Regions from separate parts of the Mus musculus genome. Here all the other regions are linked to region 1. Evidence: chromatin contacts called from public HiChIP or PLAC-seq data. All regions are on one chromosome and are shown on one strand. Each heading gives the region's core, a stretch centred on a gene start, on an enhancer-like site or on the middle of the called end of the contact. The rest is flanking DNA. Distances are from core to core; before and after follow the strand shown.

Region 1 (3,138 bases), core at 376-2,875:
GATGCCAACTGTGTGCTGGTTCTCAGAGGCCCTGTCAGCGAAGCTTTCTGGTCCTCCATGCTTTGAGAAGGCAAAGAACTGTGTAGAGCCAGCTGGCCTGGATCTGATAGAACTTCATCTGCCTTCTCCTCCATTCTCCCCTCTCCTCCCCGCCCCACCCCTTCCCATTCTATTTCTGTTTCCCCCACCCCACCTGTCTTTCTGCTTATATCGCTCAAGGTGGTCTTGAACTCGTGACAACCTCCCTACCTCTGTTTGCTGGATGCAAGGATTATTATAGGCATGAGCCACTAGGCACAGCTTTGGTATGGGGAGGGCTAGTTTCTTCCCCAAAGTTCCAATGAGAAAAGCAAAAGTCCAGAGAAAGCTAGCTCTCCTTGAGGTCTGCATAGCAATTAAAGGCCCATTCTTGCTAAGAGAACATGTCTCTGAGGCAGGAGACCCCTGAACACCAAGCGGCACCCTCTCACTCCCTCTGTGGTGCAACACACCCGGATCAAGGACCAAAAATGGGGACGAAGGCAGGGACCAAAGTTGGCTGCCAGCCTTGAGCCTGCAGCGGCCCAAAGCCAACTGGCCTCACTGCCCTGTGTTGCCATGGAAACAGCCCCTGCGGGCATTGGCGGTCAAAAGCAGGATTTCCGTCGGGGCTGCCAGCAATTCCCGGATCCCGACAGGGACGCAAACCTTGACCGCCACTGCGGATAGGGAAAAGCACCCAGGGAGGTCTGATGCCCCAGGGTGAGGTCTTCCCCAGGAAACCCAGATCCACGCCTCCAGCTGCTGGAAGGAATCCCCAGGGTGTCTGGAACCCGCTGCCCCACTGATGTAGCTAGAGGGTCTGGGGGGAGTTTGCAGACTCCCCGCTTCCCTCTGAGGAATCCAGATAGCCGGCCTCTGAGACCCCAGAACTGCACTCTGGACTCCGAGTTCTGCAGAAGTCACTCTCCTAGACCCCCTTCTCGGGAACTCGCGACCGATTTCCTCAGTATCCCCTCCCCCTTTCCAGTTTCCCCACCTACTACCCCTCTCTCATACCCCCTCAGCTTCTTTCCTTTTTCTCCTCCTGAAAGCCTCTCAGGGCTCTCCCTAGACGCTTTTGGGGGATCCCACAGTGCCTTCCTGTACTTTCAGCCCTCTCCCCAAATTTTATCAAATTTACAACACAGTTTCCCTCTCTTTCCCCATTTAGACTTTTAGGGGGAATTTTTGGTCTGCCTTCGCCGTACTGCCTCGGCCTTCTCCTAGGTTTTTATCAGCCTTTTCCAGCTTTCCTTAGTTTTCCTTCTTCATTTCCTTTCTGAATGGGATCCCCACCCCCATCTCCCGCTTTCAACTTGCTCAGCTCTCAAAGTTCAGGTTTACCCCCAAATCTTCCCTCCAAGGTGAGGACGGTTAGGGGCGGGGCAACATTTGCCCTACCAGCCCCCACCGGGTTTGGCCGCCTACCTGGTCTCAAGGGAGCCAGCTGCGGGTGACTCGATCTGGGGCGAGCCAACCCTAACTTCCAGCAACCAGGAGAGGCGATGTGGGGGGTAAAGTGAGGTGCTACCCGCCTCTGCCCCTACTACCTACTCTGGGGAGGGAGGAGGAAGCCGTCTCGGACTTCTCTTATTTTGGTGACTGCGGAGGAGGAGGCGGCAGCCAGAGAAGTCGAAGTCACGCCTCAGCCCCTAGACTGCTGCCCAAAGCCAGGAGGGGCCCCCAGATCCAAAGTCCGCTGGCTCCCACTTCCCGCTGTGGATGGGCTCTCCCAGCGCTGTCCCTGCGCCCCAGCTCCTTCCCAAAGGTTCCGGCCAAAGGGACCTGTCCCTTTAGTTACTAGAGTGGGATACCAAGGGGGTGGGGGGTTGGCCATCCCAAAGGCTCCCACTCCCCACTCATCTCCTAGGTAGGAAAACACAGAGCCAGGTCAGGATAACTTGGCCCAAGTTCACATAGCCTGTAGCCTTTACACTACTGTCACTACATTTGCCAGGGATCTTTTGCCTGTCACTTATACCCTGCCGCCTCATCTTTAGGAACTGGGCGGTGGAGATAAGGCCCTTGCCTTTGGGTACCTGTTTTTCACAACAATCAGCTCCCATCAGGCTACTGCCACACACAAGTTTTAGAGAAGCTGAGGAGAATCCTTAATCAATCACAGTGTCTCTAGGAGAGCCCTCCCTATACTCCCCCAGCCCGATACCCACCCTCCCTTTAAAACCAAGAGTTATTACCAGTATTACCTCTCTAAAACCAAGGTGCACTGAGACCCAGGAAATCCCCCTGCCTGGGGAGGGAGAGCTAGGGTTGAATTGGAAATGTTTGTGGGAGGGTGAGGGCTTAAGGCATGGAAGATTCAAGTGGGTGTCCCCGGGGCTATACTGATGATAGGCGATGACGATGCGTGACTGGGTTTAGAATCAACAGCTCGGACACATTATGCAGTCAGGTGTGCTTCTGTGTACAGACAGGGGTGTAGGGGGCTGTGTGTGAGCGCCCTAAAGTACAAGTTCAGGAGGATCATGGTGACACACACGGTGTCAGCAAGTGATGGATGCAGATAGGAATGCTTCTCTCAATGAGCCATGGCAAACACCTTTAACTCCAGCACTTGGGAGGCTGAGGCAAGCAGATCTTTGTTGAGTTTGAGGCCAGCCTGGTCTATGGAGTGAGTTCCAAAACAACCAAGGCTACACAAAGAAACTCTGTCTCAAAAAACCAAATAAAAGTGCTTCTCTCTTAGGAAAATATGAAGTGGGTGTAGGAGGAAGAAAGGAAATGTAGTGGAGGTTCAGGGACTGTGGGAGGGTGGCTTTACCCTGCCTGGATAGCACTGCCACCATTATAGAGCATCCTCTAAGTTGGCCTTGGCCATTGATCCATGTGTGCAATTAACAAATAAATGTATATCGTGGCCAATGGGAGCCCAGCCATAGGGAGCCCAGATACAAAAGGAACAGCCGCACCAGCTGCACTCCCAGCTACTCAAGAGGATGCTTGAGCCCTGTGGATTGGAGGACAGCCAAAGAGGAGTAGTGATTCTCTACCTGAGAGGAGGGAGGAAGGGAAGAGGAGGAGGAGGAGGAGGGGGAGGCAGAGGAAGGCAGGGAGATAGGACAGGAGAAGGCAGAGATTAGAGGAGATGGGAAGAGA
Region 2 (3,138 bases), core at 253-2,752, 230 kb before region 1:
AGAGCTTCCTCTGGGGCCCCACACCCTGGGCCTGGGGGAAGGGAGGCCCAGAAATTGCTCCCGATTCCATAATCTAGGTGAGAACTGGTTGCCAATCACCCTGAGCAGAACTTCAGGAAATGGTGCCAGGTTGCCCTGGTGGAAAGGTGGCCAGGAGGGGGCAGTGAGCAGCTGGCCGAGGCAGCCAGCCAGCACCATGGCTCAGGAGGCCTCTTAGATGTGCTTGCAATTATGCCTGCTCCTGTAGCTGTGTGCTGACTTGTGTCCTTGTTTTGCATAAGAGCAGAGCTCTGTACACAATGTCTAAGTGTGCTTTCTGGGCCTGGACTGTAGGCTACTTATTAGACAAATGCGTGTACGTGAACCCATGCATGTGTGAACAGGGCAGGATGTACCTGCTTGGAGCCCAGACGTAGGGAACCGGTGTTGTTCCCAAGTAGTCAAGGGCACAGGTTTCTTCTGCCCCAAAGGTCAAAGATGGCTGGGGCCTCAGTCAAGCTTGCTTGACTCCAAAGAACAAAAATACCCTCACCTGTTAGTGCAGCTGTAAAACTGAGCACTGGCAGGGTAGGTGCGGCAGGTAAGATCTCAGAGCGGAAACCTTAGACACTGGCACTCCTCAGCCTGCTGCGGGGTGGATCGTTGAGCAGCGTAAATGGCATAGCAGCAGGCAGGGTTAGGCAGCTCAAAGCACCTCTCTTGTCCACTGGGGACCTCGCACACTTCGCATGTGCTGCCTATAGCAGGTAGTGGGCACTCCGGTAAATGTCCATTTTTCCCTAGTTCCAGGAGGCGAACCGACTCGCACAGTGTCAGGGCTTTCTTCCCTGTGTGGCAGCAGTGGAGACAGCATCCAGGCACAGGCCTCTAGTTTCCCAGAACCACACTCCTTCCCTCCCGTTCCTCCAAGGGCGGCTCCGACACCATTTTGTCTTCTGCCAGGGCGGGCGTCTGGCTGCCTGTCAGTCACCAGCTCTGGCGGCCAAGTGCTGACTAAACACAGGCCGCGCGGGAGGGGAGCGAGGGGTTCTGTGCCCCCTCCCCGGCACCCCACCTCCAGCGATGAGCTCAGAGTGGCTGGCGCAGCACTTGCTGACAATTCAAAAACTTCTGCCCCCTCTCCCGCGATGCCCGTGGGTGACTCTGTGAACAGCAGGCGTGGTGACCCACGGCCCATGGCGCCCCCCTCACCAAACCCCCCGATTCTGCTCCCTGTCGTCTCCCCGGGCCACCCCACTGTGTCTACTGGGCCTGGATCTGGGTGTCTGCTCATAAATTACCCCTAGGGACAGTAACCCACAGCTGTGCTTCCAACAACCGTTGCTTCCTGGGTAGGTCATTTTGGGGGGTCAGAATGCAAACCCAGCCCCCTCAGTCTTCCTCAGGCAGGCAAGAGATGGGGCTTGGAGCAGTCCAAAACCTTTTTATCGGATTCCATTGTGAACGGTTCTATTTAAGGTAAGTTGCTTGGGTCTGTGAGGCAGACAAGATGCCGGCCAGATGTTGGAAGGCGGCATCAGCATTCAGTGTGCGCCTCTCCTGCCTGGTGCAAGGAGCTGTGGGCAGCCAGCTCTAGGGCTGTCCTCACAGAAGGGGACCTGTGCCTACAAACTAGCCAGAGGCCTCCTGCCTTTGAAGCCCACCCATGCTGGACCCCTTACAGAGTCCCTCACCCACCTGTGGCCTGCAGAGTTGCTTACCTTCTCCCACGAAACACACACACACACACACACACACACACACACACACAGACACCAAAGGTGACTGAGTGACTACAAAGACTTTATCAAATGATTGAAAAGGTTGGCATTTAAAGTATTCATGCGCGTACATAAGAGTTACATGGAATCTTCAGGTTATTGGGAGTACAAATGGGGTACACACAATAAACCCGGCAGGGAAGCAAATGAAACCAGACTTGAAACAACAACAATTTGGCTGTCCTAGCCAGGCATGGCTGAGGCAGGGGTCAGGAGGTCAAGGCCATCTTCAACTATATAGTAAGGTCAAGGCCTGCAGATCTACCTGAAACCCTATCTAAAAATAAAAAAATAAATAAAAAATTGTGGGGTGTGGCTTCACTCCACTGCTCAGGTCCCACCTCCCAACCTTTGGGAAGAAAGGGTCTATTTTTAGACAGTATTCCCTCTATGCATTAGCTAGCAGAAATCTTGATATGGGAAACACCAAGAGCCTATTGGAATAGGTCCTTATAAATATATTTCTATCAGAGAAAACAAGGCACTTCGGGAACATGATAGCTTTCTCTCCTATGTGTACATCATTCTAGGCAGAAGGTAAAAATTGGTTAGTTTCTCAAGTCAGTTAACTGAAGCAAGTTAATAATACAGGAGCAGAGCAGAGCTGTTCTCAGCCCTCACGGAGGCCCTAGGAAAGTGATGGAGGCAGGAAGCACAGCAGAGGCACCTCTCTGGGTAACACCTGGTCCCAGGTCCAATGGGCACCAGCCAAGCTCAAGGCTTAATCCCCCCTCCCCCAGAGGCTGACACGTCGGAGTTGGAGCTCCTGGCCCTGGTATGGTGCTTCCCTCCCCAGGCCCTGAGGTCAAGTCAGGGGCTGCAGCAGGAGGCAGTGCTAGCGCAGAACAGGGACACGGTGGGAATGCTTAAGCAGGGTCACCAAAGCCACAGAGACCTCAATCTGTCCAAGCTGGCGCTATAGAGTCAGAGGATCGGCGCCACGGGAAGAGATTTCACATTAGCCCTGACAACACCGCCTCGGCTCTGCGGTGACATTGGCCAGGGTCGTTTCTGAGGGCATTCAAGCCTCCACTGGAGACGAGCTGCAGCTTGGGCCAGCTGCTCTGAGCCTCCAAGGGATCCCCCGCCCCCTCCCCTGGAATGAAATCATTTCACAACCAAGGCAAAGCTACAAGTCACTCCTGACACTAGCAATTGCAAGCTGGGCCCCTGGGCTCCAGGAATGGGGGCAGCCCCCCTGGGCCAGGCAGACTGGGAAGGGACGTGGCTCCTTGGCCTCACGCTTAAGAGTCCTTATGGGCCACTGCTTTATAGTCTTACCAGCCTCAGCCCAGTTTAAATAGTCACTAAACTTGGTATTCTACGCTTACGGGATTCCACAAACACACCCACCTGCACTGGGTTCTTTATTATTTTA
Region 3 (3,138 bases), core at 356-2,855, 130 kb before region 1:
CGAAGGGATGTTGGACTAATGATCTCCTTAGGGTTATTCCAGATGTGGCCTCTGGAGCAAGACTAACCCCTGGGGTTCGGGCAGTACACCACTGGGAGTTATTCCGGTTTCCTGCTTGAAAATGAGGCCCTGAGGGATTTGGAAACTTGATCTGTGTACAGGGTCAGAACCTGGGCCTGAGAGTCAAGAGACTGAGGTTTGAGTCCTGGGACGGTGTCTGGGTGATCTTAGCTCCGTGGCTTCCTTTCCTGGGCCTCTTGGACACAGAAGAGTCGGTGGGAGAAAGGTTGAACCCGCTCCAGGCTTCTAAGCGTTAAGATTTGGTTCCTGGGGAAGGGCAGTTTTCTGGCTCTGGGTTCAACTCTGCCAGGCACTGGGGATGGAGGGAGAGAGAGAAAGGCATGGTGTGATCCGCCCAGGGGGAGGGAACTCGAAGTCTGGCCAGGGACCCAGTGTTCAGCCAGGAACCAAATGGAAACTGGATTGAAGATCCAAATGAGTCTCCATGTGGGGGGGCTAAAGGGAGGTGCACTGGGGGACTCTGAGTGGGGTATAGGAGACCCCAGGGGAGCTTGTGGAGGAGACAGAAATGGCTTCCTGGGGGAGAAGATTTTTTTGAAATTGGCAGCGCAGTCTGTCCAGTGTTGCTTCCCAGAGATGGGAGGAGGCAGGAAGAAGGAAATTGGGTCCAGGTGACCACAGAACAGCAGCTTGGCCTGGTGGAGGAGAGGTGGGGCTCGCCTGTGGGAGCTTGGACAAGAGCCACAGCTGGGCTAACGGAGGGGAAGGGGGTGGGCCTGGCCTCAGCTCTGTGAAAGTACCATCTTCTTAGGCCACAGATACAGTTACAAACTGGAGGGACCTCTCCCTAAACAGCCCCGGGGCCCTGCCTAGCTGTCCTGTGACTGCAGGCTCCGGCTCTGGTCCCAAGCCCTTTCTTTCGCTCTGAGATAGCTTCAGTTTGGAGGACTGACTCCTTCTGGCATTCCAAACACAGGCCACAAAGAGCATGTCTGTGTCTCATTTCTCACGCAGAGGACTGAGGCCAGGGGCTGCTAGCCAGATTAGGGGACGTCTAACCAAGATAATGGGAATGGGCACCAACCATAGAGTCCAAAGCCTGGTTGCCGGGGTTTGACTCTGTTCCGCATAAACTGTGCATCCTCAGGCAAGCCTCTCAACTTCTCTATGCCTCTGTTTCCTCGCCTGAAAAATGGGACGATAATATTACTTCCAGGGCGTCGTGGTGAGAGTTAAGTTAGGAACTAGCTGTGCGACTCTGAGCTATGAAGAAACCCAGCCAGCTCTGCTCAGAGACAGCCGAGTAAACAGAAGACTTGAACGTCACTGTCACTCCAGCCTGAGCGCAGGTTCCTTTATCTCTAACCCGGAGCTGGTAGTTCCTGCCTTCTCAGGCACTTGTTACTCAGAAGGACACACTGTTCCTTACCAGAGCGTGCTGGAGGCCCTTCTTCTCCTACACCCCCTCTCCCTGCCCCACTGATTTCCTCAGCACCCCCTCCTGGTGAACAGCTGCCTTTGGCCACCCCTCAGGCCCAGGAATCTAGCTGGCAGTGTGGTTTGGACTAGGGAAGGGCACGCCCACGCCCTGTCAGCTGGCTCAAGGACTCCGGGATCCTTGGAATCCAGAGCCATTTTAGAAGAGGGTGGACTCTTGCCGGGCACGTCTTCTTAGCCTCTCTGTCTCCTTATTCTGTGGGGGGAACGACCAATGGAGGCGGGTGGGAGGGAGCTTTCCAAGTATTAAGGCCCCATGTCCCTGACTGCCTGGAATTAAGGGGCAATAACTTAAATCAGGAGTGGGCGAAAAACTAAACTAAAATAAAATAAAATAAATCAGGGCTGGAGAGATGGCTCAGGGGTTAGAGCACTGACTGATCTTCCAGGACCCAGGTCCAATTCCCAACACCCACATGATGGCTCACATGTCTGTAACTCCCAGTCCAGGGGATCAGACTCCCTCTTCTGAGCTTGTGGCACCAGGCACACAGAGGTACACAGACACATGGAGACAAAAACACCTGTATATACATATAAGTGAAGAAACCCAAAATATTTTGTTCAAAAAAAATGTATAAATGGCTCTCTTTTCTTCTGTTCTCTCTCTGTGTATGATGTTCGTTCTCTCTTTCCCTTTCCCCTCCCCTCTCTCCCTTCCCATAGAGACTCCCCTGGCTTCAGTCCTTTCGGCCAGTAAACTTGCCCAAGAGCCACTTCACAATAAACCTGCATCTAATAAATAAATAAATAAATAAATAAATAAATAAATAAATAAATAAAGGACAAGGCTAGGAAGACAGTTCAGCAGTGAGGAGCCTGTATCGTTCTTACAGAGGACCCGAGTTCAGTTCCCAGCACCTGGGTCACAAACCTCCTGTAACCCTATCTCTCGGGGATCAGACACAGTCTCTTGGCCTTTGTGGGTACCTGCATTCAAATGTGCACACACCCACACACAGACACACATAAGCACACAATTTAAAAGGAAATAAGCAAGACATGGGGCTTCACACATTTAATCCTAGTGTGCAAGAGCCAAAGGCAGGCAGGCTCTGTGAGTACTGGGTCAACCTGGTCTACACAGTGGGAACTTCCTCTCTCAGCATAAGTTAGCAGAGTGGTGGTGATGCGCACCTTAAATCCCAGCACTTGGGCTGGCGAGATGGCTTAGTGGTTAAGAGCGCCGACTGCTCTCCCGAAGGTCCTGAGTTCAAATCCCAGCAACCACATGGTGGCTCACAAACCATCCGTAACAAAATCTGATGCCCTCTTATGGAGTATCTGAGGACAGCTACAGTGTACTTACATATAATAAATCTTAAAAAAAAAATCCCAGCACTTAGGAAACACAGGCAGGTAGATCTTTGGTGAGTTCAAGGCTAGCCTGGTCTACAGAGTGAGTTCCAGGACAGCCTGGGCTACAAAAAGAAACCCTGTCTCGAAAAACCAAATAAATAAATAAATAAATAAAACCATTAATAAATTTTAAAGAACAACAAAGCTCAGTCCAGCACACAGACCCTGAGAAACAGTAAGAATGGCTACATTATTGACCTATTTGGCAGCTCTAGGGGGCAGATACTTCACAGCTCATTCTGAGGTTGAAGAACTGGAGGC

What was found. HiChIP or PLAC-seq counts read pairs in DNA pulled down with a chosen protein or histone mark.
Region 2: an H3K27ac HiChIP or PLAC-seq map of regulatory T cells shows a contact between it and region 1, with 4 times the contacts expected there. The contact joins the enhancer-like site here to the promoter of Fgr in region 1. A contact is called at or near these places in 1 of 39 promoter capture datasets (liver), 1 of 15 datasets of contacts at CTCF or cohesin (CD8 T cells), 8 of 115 datasets of contacts at active chromatin or transcription factors (CD8 T cells, acute myeloid leukemia, double positive thymocytes and 4 more) and 3 of 9 other capture datasets (adipose tissue, liver and pancreatic islet).
Region 3: a contact with region 1 is called in an H3K27ac HiChIP or PLAC-seq map of embryonic stem cells, with 53 read pairs. The contact joins the enhancer-like site here to the promoter of Fgr in region 1. A contact is called at or near these places in 2 of 39 promoter capture datasets (liver and second pharyngeal arch cranial neural crest), 1 of 484 Hi-C or Micro-C datasets (CD4 T cells), 5 of 115 datasets of contacts at active chromatin or transcription factors (embryonic stem cells and stem cell-derived neural progenitor cells) and 3 of 9 other capture datasets (adipose tissue, liver and pancreatic islet).

Annotation. Positions count from the first base shown.
Region 1 is chr4:132,972,582-132,975,719 of GRCm38.p6, reverse strand. Fgr (FGR proto-oncogene, Src family tyrosine kinase) reads right to left here and starts at 1,625. Exons shown (of 13, transcript NM_010208.4): 1 at 1,450-1,625.
Region 2 is chr4:133,198,380-133,201,517 of GRCm38.p6, reverse strand. It overlaps a transcript of Wasf2 not described here. Among named protein-coding and RNA genes, the nearest start is that of Mir7017, 4.3 kb to the right of the region's middle. Within about 2 kb of position 1,502, at least 93 of the 459 cell types and tissues checked have an H3K27ac peak or open chromatin away from gene starts, as enhancers often do. A contact at or near this core is called in CD8 T cells, adipose tissue, microglia and 2 more, where this site is marked.
Region 3 is chr4:133,106,303-133,109,440 of GRCm38.p6, reverse strand. No RefSeq gene overlaps it. Among named protein-coding and RNA genes, the nearest start is that of n-TGgcc1, 6.7 kb to the left of the region's middle. Within about 2 kb of position 1,605, at least 108 of the 459 cell types and tissues checked have an H3K27ac peak or open chromatin away from gene starts, as enhancers often do. A contact at or near this core is called in adipose tissue, embryonic stem cells and stem cell-derived neural progenitor cells, where this site is marked.